Linked DNA regions of Bombyx mori: region 1 is linked to region 2. The links are chromatin contacts, called in public Hi-C maps. All regions are on one chromosome and are shown on one strand. Each heading gives the region's core, a stretch centred on a gene start, on an enhancer-like site or on the middle of the called end of the contact. The rest is flanking DNA. Distances are from core to core; before and after follow the strand shown. Region 1 holds the start of LOC101737813 (F-box only protein 9). Region 2 holds the start of LOC101744027.

Evidence for each region. Hi-C and Micro-C count contacts between places; a contact is called where the count stands out from the background.
Region 1: a Hi-C map of posterior silk gland shows a contact between it and region 2, with 1.5 times the contacts expected there. The contact joins the promoter of LOC101737813 here to the promoter of LOC101744027 in region 2.

What each region holds. Positions count from the first base shown.
Region 1 is chr6:2,462,667-2,467,827 of ASM3026992v2, reverse strand. It overlaps LOC101737813 (F-box only protein 9), which reads left to right and starts at 3,635. Exons shown (of 10, transcript XM_062668958.1): 1 at 3,635-3,846. The coding sequence starts at 3,844.
Region 2 is chr6:2,173,396-2,178,109 of ASM3026992v2, reverse strand. LOC101744027 reads left to right here and starts at 3,403. Exons shown (of 8, transcript XM_038011802.2): 1 at 3,403-3,550; 2 at 3,760-4,714. The coding sequence starts at 3,981. It overlaps LOC101739356 (ER membrane protein complex subunit 2), which reads right to left and starts at 2,209. Exons shown (of 7, transcript XM_038011803.2): 1 at 1,927-2,209; 2 at 531-644. The coding sequence starts at 1,960.

The sequences.
Region 1 (5,161 bases), core at 2,386-4,885, 290 kb before region 2:
TGTTCCTATGGTATCTACCTGTACTGAATACCGAGTGTTTTAAACATTAAGAAAAACATTGCGAGGAAGCTTGTAAGACTGTCCTATTTCCAATGCATCATATAGTTGAAACTATAGATGTATAAAATATAACAATTATAGGTACATTGGTAATGAAAATAAAAAAAACGGATTGTAGTTACATACTACTAGTAACATATTATTATATTGGATCACTTTAATACAATTTTATTGTAAAATATAAATAATATTCTTTTATAGTTTGAAATTAATGATTAACTCTTCACACTCATTGTTCATTTATGTGATTGAACGAGAACTGAACGCATCACTATTACTTTAAATATAGCAACATTATTTCACAAAGTGACATTAGCTACTGTCAGCTGGCTTCGTCTAATTAAAAATCCGACTATAGACATTTTTGTCCACCTTGAGATTTCATTGATCTTGTTACATGTCTCTGCAAAATCGACTTACTTATATTAAATTGCTTATCTGTTTCAACTAAAGACTTATTCCCAATTTCGCTTCGAATAAACCAGATTTTTACCAACAAATTTAAAAAATATTGTTATAACTACATAGACAACCCTACAAACCTGTACCTATTTATACTTAGGTCGTTTCCATTTCACGTAATCTCATCCCAATTGACCCCTTTTTCGTTGTTATTTGTACCTAAGACGTCCCCAATATCCCCAAAAACAACAGATTTTTACATGTATTTTTATTTAATCAAATACATTAAAACCAATAACAACTGAGACTTACCTTTAATATATATGCTGGTTCAAACACTAAATAACGTTTATAAATCATAGTCGTCTTCTATTATTATCAAATAAATAAAAGAGAGCAAAGTTTCTAGCACTAAAATAATTACCATCACAGGAAGTTAATTTGAAACGCGATTTTTTATAAGTTAGCAGCTATTATCATGCATATTCAGAGTTGTTTTGTGAACTTTCAACATTCTACTATTAAACTACAAAAAATGGAAGATTTTGCAACGAATATAAAACTTATATTGAGCGTCGAAAGATTTTCCCGGTTTTTTCCCGATTCGCCTTTCAATCCCTAATCGCCCCATTTTACCGGTAGACAAAATAAAACAAATCACACAACTTCACTCCTCGCGTTCCCGCCAAAGTCTTGTAATTTAGCTTCTTTTTTTTAAAGGTATTTTATGACCTGGTAACTAAGACTTTTAAGTCATGTCTTATTTTAATTTATATTCTTATTTTTATGAAAAATGATAATATGGAGTGAAATGAAATGACGATGATTAATTTGAGACATTAATCAACTGGGATGAATTTAAATGAAATGAGATGAGATGAAATATAATCTCAGTAAAATGGTGGCCATTTACTAAGATTTTCATTTTTATTACACGATGTTATTCCTTCACCGTGGAAGTCAATCGTGAACATTTGTTGAGTACGTATTTCATTAGAAAAATTGGTACTCCTCGCGGATTCGAACACCGGTGCATCGCTTCAACACGAATGCACCAGACGTCTTATCCTTTAGGCCACGACGACTTCAAAAGGTGGACAGACTTGATTAAGTCATCTACGAAGTGTTCCCTTTCTGAATGTACACGTACCGCCACAAAAAGAGAGATGGAGAAGTCTCTCAAAAGCCGCAACCCAGCAATAAGACATACGTAACCACGACTAAACCGCCAGGAGTGTACGACTGAGAAGAAGGGACAAATTCCAACTTGATGAACAATTTTAAGATAGTTGTTAATGTTTAAAATGCTATGTCAGGATCAAAATGATTGAGTCTTGAGGGTATTTTGTTATCCAAATTAAAGCTATACAGTTAGTATTCCAGTTTAAGCAAAAAAAACAAAAATAGGTGTTATCCCTATTTACCTAGAAATTGCGGTTAATGGGGACGAAATTAGTGTTAATAGAGAAATTTGCCAGGGCTGTCACTACTTGGTTTTAATTTATTTAGTTGCACTGACAAAGTGATCATCAATAAAAAACATTGAAAAACTGACAAAAGTACATGACAGATGTTACCTCAATTACAGGTGCAATCGACACTGCATTTACAACAAAAATAAAAAATATATAACTAAAACTTGATTACATTTAATTACTTAAGATTATTTTTATTTATTTGGGAAATTATCCGCGACAGATTTTTCCTGTAAGTTGTGAGACAATTAGAAAAAATATCTATTTCATCACTTAAAATTAGTTCAGTTAGAACATTGACGGAGACCGCGCTACCGTGGAAATTATTGTAGTTCCAAAGGATTCAGTTTAAGGGAGAGTAAGCACCTAAATTCGAACGAGCGGGCTTTCTTATATACGGTTTATATTTCTTCGTTCTTAGTAAGTACTTAGGGGTTGATATTTTTATCTGGGTTAAGAGATTAGGTGTGTCGGTTATTCCATGGATTTATCAGGTGGATACCCCCACTCTGGACAAATATTAATATATTTTATTATGTATTACTTAGACATTTTTGTCCACCTTGAGATTTCATTGTTCTTGTTACATGTTTGTGCAAAACCGACTTACTAATGTTAAATTGCTTAGCTATTTCAACTAAAGACTTATTCCCAATTTCATAGGTGTAGACGCGAGTTAAGCAAACTATGAAAATATTTTAAATTTGGTCGTTGCAAATGAAGGACACAGACTGCGGGAAGAAACGATAAGAAGCGGCAGTTCTGCGTTAAAGGAAGGATGCACAATACCTTTATGTAGTCCTTACTGCAGACTCGTACCACTTCGCGATGAGAAACACCAACGATTTCACTTATTTACGTATTTAACATAACAAAGACACGAAGCGCGCGCGCGGTTGTTCAGCCATATTTTTTCGTCTCGATGTCACCACACGATCTCGCTCGCACGCGTCCGTAGGTAAAGTGCCGGAGAGGGATGGGACAGGATTTGCAAAACCAAATTAAAAATGTTGCTATTTTTCGAAACTTAAAACTAACTAAGTTTTAAACCAGCGCAACCAATAGGCTTTTATTGCTGTTTTTAATATTAAGGAATCATATCTCTTATAAGGCTTTGCACTCTTTGATACGTACACGCGAGGCATATCTAAAATAGAAAACAATACGTAGCTGATAAATATGAATGTTTGCCAAACAATAAAATAACACTGCATTGATAATTTTCAATAAAATTTCTACACAAAAACATCATGAATAAACCAGATTCTTACCAACACATTTAAAAAAGATTGTTCTAACTACATAGACAACCCTACAAGCCTGTACCTATTTATACGTAGGTCATTCCCATTTAACTCATCTCAATTGACCCCTTTTTCGTTGTTATTTGTACCTGAGACGTTTCCATCATCCCCAAATACAACAGATTTTTAAAAAATGGATGATTTTGCAACGATTAAAAAACTAATATTGAGTGTCGAAAAATTTCCTGGTTTTTTCCCCATTCACCTCTCAACCCCTAATCACCCCATTACCTATTGCTCTTATTGGTCAGACTCCTGTCAACGCTAATATCTTTCTAAGTTTCAGATTTTGCGCATATCTTATTTTTTTCTCTCTTGAACTATAGTACATTCTAATCATTCTTACTCACTTTTCAGTGCTAAAACTTTTTTGTTTTGCTAAGTCAACTTTGAAACGCTATTTCATTTCAGGGTCGATGCGACTGTGAACTTTTTCTCTAATGAGAAAAAAATTGAGCAATATCGTAAAAAAAACCACGTACATAATATATTTGTATATTAAAATTTAATATATTACCTATCATAGATTATACACTTAATATATTTTATGTCACAATTGTAGTTGCAATTGTTGGTACAATAAGGCACATAAATCAGTGAAAATGGTAAGATTACAGCGCACTACCAAAACAGCACCAAAATATTTATTTTAAGATTCTGTCATAGTAATTTTGACCTAAATGTTATTCGAGATTTAACATATAGTTTTTAATGTGTGTTCAGTTTGGTTTAAAAAGTTATTGAATAATATTTTCAACCTCGTTCCAGTATTTATTTTAAGAAAGAAATTAAATTAAAATATCAGCTGAGAATAATATAGATTACATTATTCCCGCATTTTATTGGTTAGAGCCAAATTTTTTATTCTGACCAATCGAATAAATAGTGATCTTTTTTGTATTTGTTTTAATGGATAGTATTAGTTTAAAATGAAATTTACCATGAAAATTTGTTACTAGAAGCAAAAACATGTTTGAGACACTTTGAAAATATTTCATTATGTTCACTGTATTTTGAACATACGGAATGGCAATGAAATGGTTAATTTATTTACTTTCAAACATGATACCTTTTCTTTTATGATTAATACAATGTCAATAGTTTCAGAATAATAATGAAATTCTAACAGGTGTATTATTCGCTTAAACTGTGAATTTTGCAATGTCAAGAAAATTTTATATATTTATATGTACTTTTTAAGTCATTGTGGCCTAAAGGATAAGACGTACGGTGCATTTGTATATTGTGATGCAATGGTGTTCGAATCCTGCTAGTGGGTACCAATTTTTCTATTGAAATATGTACTTCACAAATATTCACGATTATCTTACACGGTGAAGAAATAACATCATGTAACAAAAATCAAACCTGCAAAATTATAATTTGGGTAATTACTGGTGGTAGGATGTCTTGTGAGTCCGCACAGGTAGGTACTACCACCCAAGATAGGTGGCGGCATTTGCGTTGTAGATGTCTATGATAATATGTATGTATATGATAAGTAGTTGAAATAAATAGTTGAATGAAAATATTCTGTGTTCATGACTTTTGAATTAAATAATATTTCCTAATATACATATTTTTTAAACAACCGAATCAACCAAGCTACACATAATATTAAAATACATTGCTAATAAAATGTTGGTTATGATCACCCATGAACATCTTGAAGAACAATAAGAACAATAATAAAACTTACTGGAAAATTATCTCTTAGAAAATAGTCTCCACCAAAAAGTTTCCATTAGAATGAGAGGCACACATTGTCTGTTTGGGACATGATTGAATTGGTTTTGTATATAAAACAAATGTAGTATTCCTTAAATTTAATTGCAGTAACTTGTATTGTACCTTAAATGTGCTTAAGAATCTTCTTCTTCTTTTTTATATATAAAAATGAGTTGCTGTTTATTTTATAGA
Region 2 (4,714 bases), core at 2,154-4,653:
GCATAACTAGTTTATACTGAAACAGTAATGAATTTTAAAGGTGGTGCAGCCATTATACTATAAAACTCATGTATAAAGGTGAGCAGCATACAGTACTCTCTTAAGAGAAGATGGGCCGCAATACAGCTAAGCAATAAAAAAAACTTCATAAGGACAACCTTTGAAGCACTTTTTACAAAACCATATTATCATACAGGTTGCTAGATCTATCAACATCAGCATTGAACTCCATTGAGAACAGGTTTGACCAATAATCCAAAATTCAAAACACACACACATCAGGGTTATAAGTTATTTAAAAGTTATAAACTAGCATTGTGTTGTTGTGCTTTTACAACCTAATTAATTGTCTACTAGAATAGTAGAAGTTACTAGAAAAGGTAGAAAAAAAATATCTAAAACCACAATGTGTGTTGGCTGGTGAATAGATGTATTCTCGGTTATATTTCATTTACTTATCCTCAAGTATTTGAGCTGCTTGTACATTTGCAAATTTAAGCGATTCAATACATAAAAAGATCTATACCAACTCTCGTTTCCAAGTTTGTTTACATCTTCTCTGAGAACCACATCCCAAAGTTCTAGCACTTCTTTGCCTCTCCTCTCATTGTTTTCCCTCCATTGACGGAGAAGATCCTTTGCTTCTACAAAACAATATTTCAAAGTTGTGATTTCTGAGATCTAAATACTGATTATCAACTTGGTCTGTTATCTATGATGACCTCAATGAAAACTGTCTCATTGTTAACGTAATGTGACTTAAACAATTCAGACAGCTGAGTTTGTTTTGCCAGTTGCTATTAGTACAGTAGTAGATTCAGTTACATTAAGCTGATTCTTCTAACATGCAAGCACACTTGATGTTTACAAATAAATTGTTTAAAAATATAAAACTACTGTTTTTAATACTTATGTTCATATTTTGTATTATAACAAATTAAAACTCTCACAGTAAAATGTGTAGTTTATTGATGTGTGAACAATGACCTAATATCGAGGGGTGAAAGGCAATTTGGTTTAAGCGACATTTTTTCAAATTTACATCGGAGCCATTTTAGTTTAAAATATGGAAAAGATATCGTAACAAAAAACTTTTTCAACTATGTATTTGACTTTGTTAAGCTTAATTGAATTTCAATTAAAAACATCCGATTGTTGATAATAATACCAAAAAAACGGTATTTTAATTATAAAGACAAATGTCGCATATTAAGCGAAATGTCACTTAAACCAAATAGCTTTTCACCCGTCGATATTAACTACAAGATGGCTAGCTAATCTAAAACACAATTAAACACGTTTCCTCCATTGACTAATAAAGACTGGTGGCCATGGAATTGCATTGAGGCCTTTTGCCAGCATCTACTCCCGCCCCATTTGCATGCATCCTCCTCAGAGGCTCATGAGCGATAACAATAGGGATGTGTTTGCTATAGTATTCAAAATTAAATGTCATGCAGTTTGAATAAAATTCTTGATATTCATTTCAGTCAATTTACTCTGCATCTAAGACAGCAAATTTTTTTTCTTTAGTTTACCTGCTAATATGATAGCTATATCAAAGATCATTTTTTGGATTCACTGTTCTAATACAGTAATCTTTCTAAAATGAACAAACAGAAGTACAATACCCGATACTGGTAGTAATTGAGGTATTTTCAGCCCATATAAGTACAATCTTACTATGTATACTGCAAAGAATTCATACATTTCGATTGTAAGGGTCAGAGTATACTTTTTATAGTGTTTTTGTGCGAATCCACACATTCTATTAGGGAGGTTATATCCTAAGTATAATTATTAGTCTAATTATAAAATCCGGAACTATATTTACTTCAATTAAGATATTTAATTTTGGTCATAGACTGAACCATGATATGATAACTAGCCCACAGTTATTCATCATATTACTGTTAAACAGCTTACCATTGTGGCTTATTTCTTCGTAATTAAAAGACATTTTGTTTACTGTTTTTAATTTAATTTACCCCCAAAACTTGGAATAATATATCACGGACTGAAGCAATTACAAACACTTAACAACAACAAAAATCTAAATAATTTTATGTGACATACAACACTATCTTAAAATTCATAAATTAACTTTTTCGAACATTTATGGCAAAACTGGCAAAAGCACATAATTTTTTTTTTTTTTTCTATAGACAGGCAAAAGAAACATGACTCATATTGCTAAATTTTTTGAAACAAAGGGCGAAGCCTTTGCATTCAAAATAAAAGGGGAAAGAAATGAAATGAAATGGAATTTAATGAGGAGAGATATTGGAATTTTAAAATTCTATGTAAAATGTGGCTACCTAGTGAGAGTGCTACAGAAATTTAAACAAAATCAACAAAATAAAATAATTTTCAAGACTCCGCTCTTCGAATAGCCGTCGAAACAATGTGGAACATGAGGAATATGGATTTTTACGTCAATCAGTACATATCCGAATCTATCCGTAAGTATATTACGAAAGCGTCGTTGGGTGATGGTGCGACATGTTAACTAATCACGGCTGTCGACAACTACGCTCAGACTCGGCTCACGCAGTAGCCGATCACCGCCGAGGCCATTTAAACATACGTCATCGTGGATCCTTCTTGTCCACTCCTAGTGCTGCTGTAGGACGTTAGTAGTACTAACGTTAGCAGCAAATAAAATACAGGTCACCGTACTTGTCGATCCAGCGCAGAGTTCGACGAGATACTTAACACAGTGATATCGATGTAGAACACGAAATAGTTGCTTTTGAGCTCATAAGTCTCCTACGAGTGCATTCAGGCACTGGTTAGTAAGCTTCTCCCATAACCGATTTCCTGTTATCCTTCCTTTCCACAAAAAAAGAACAATCAAAATACGATCTGCACACCTTACAGTGTAAAGTAAGGAATTCTGTTACAAATGTCCACAAAGTCATTTAAGAACAATTAAATTGCATTTTAAATTAAATATTTACATTCAATAAAATTGAGAATTGTACGCATTGAAGGAATTAGATTGAGAGGAGAGTAAGAAAACATTTTTTTTTAAAGGTAGACCTTCCCTATCTTGAATATCTCAATTTAATTGAAGTACATTAGGAAACAAGGTAATTGCAAATCGTATGTATGGCGTTAAGAGCTGCGCCTCAGATATTTTTTTATTTATGAGGATGATGATAAAATTATTTGTTCATCCATCGTATGGTCACCAGAGCTGGATACATCAGTGAGTCCTCCTTTCACTCAATCCATTATTGGCTGGTACCCTTTGATTTACGAGGCGTATACAGACAAAATAATTTTTATTATCGTGTTTGTCATTTACGTTCTCTTCTACGCAGAATGATTTAGAAATTGATGAAAACACGTCGGAAATGACAATTTTGAAAAGTTCATCGACATTTCGTAACGTAGAACGAAACAAGTATTGTGAACGTGAACGAGACGTCTGCAATATGTCTGACAAATTAGAAATATTTATAGAATACGCTTAAACGTAAATGAATAGAGCCAAATATTTGATGATTTTGAAGCAATGGACTATGTACAACACACGATATAATAGGTAAACGCCATAGCTGACTTACCCTTATATTCATGAACTCATTTCGTATTTCATTGTACTTGGTGCCAGACTTTTTATGTCCTAATGGCCTTTATCTTCAAGTTTTGTTTTCTTTTGTACCATGTTTACATGTTGCGCAGCTCATACGATTGTCGGGTGCGAGTTTATAATGTAGATACCTATATTTTATACTGTATTTTGTTTCGCAGATCGATAAGCAACGTATTTGGAAGGAAGTTATGTGTTGTTGGTGTTTGATCGAGAGCCTTGCGTATGAAATGTAGATATGTACGTCACGCACTCTGGACGAACGGGTCACACGGACTACGAACGCGCATTTTAATAGTGAAAAAACAAGTCTAACTAAACTGTTTCGTTCGACCTTACCACAAATTAAGCATTCAGTAATTTGTGATTGAAACACCCAACAATGGATCAATTAATACAATGTCCTGTGTGCACCCTTTACCTTCACAATGGAATGAGTTTGGAATCACATCTCGACACTCACCCCAAGGACCAAGTTATCAAAGCTTTGTGTTGTCTTACCTCAAAAGGCAGTGGTTTCGGCAGTAGAACATCAACTCCTGCAAACTCGGAACGCTCATACAGAAGTCGGTCTCGGACACCTGCAGATGACAGATGGAATGGATCACAGCGAAGCAGTGAACCTGACCGCTACTGGCGAAGGCCACCAAGTAGGACTCCCAAATCAACATCAATTACATCTCTATCACGGAATGAGACACCTGAAATTAGAGATAGTATTAATTTTGACACAAATTCAGTTCCATCAGGTCAGCATTCTTTGTCATATGGATTGAAAAGTGATAAAATGCAACAGTTTCAAAGTTCTCAACTGTCAGATTTTGAACAGCCATTTACAGTGTTTCAAGAACCACAAGAAGATAGAGAGATTAAATATTCACGGAGTGCTGAATATACTGCCATGGATAATGTAAACAATGTTTTAACATATAACATACCACCAATAGCTGCTGGCTTAAGGTTTCCACCGCAAAACAATCTTGTGTCAGCAGGACATAAGAAAGCCCAAGATTTTGTAAAGATTCTACCAAAGCCCAATAACATACTTTTGAAAACCAATGTAGGTGGGATACAGTACATTACATCAGGAGTGAAACCTATGCATGTCATGGTGCC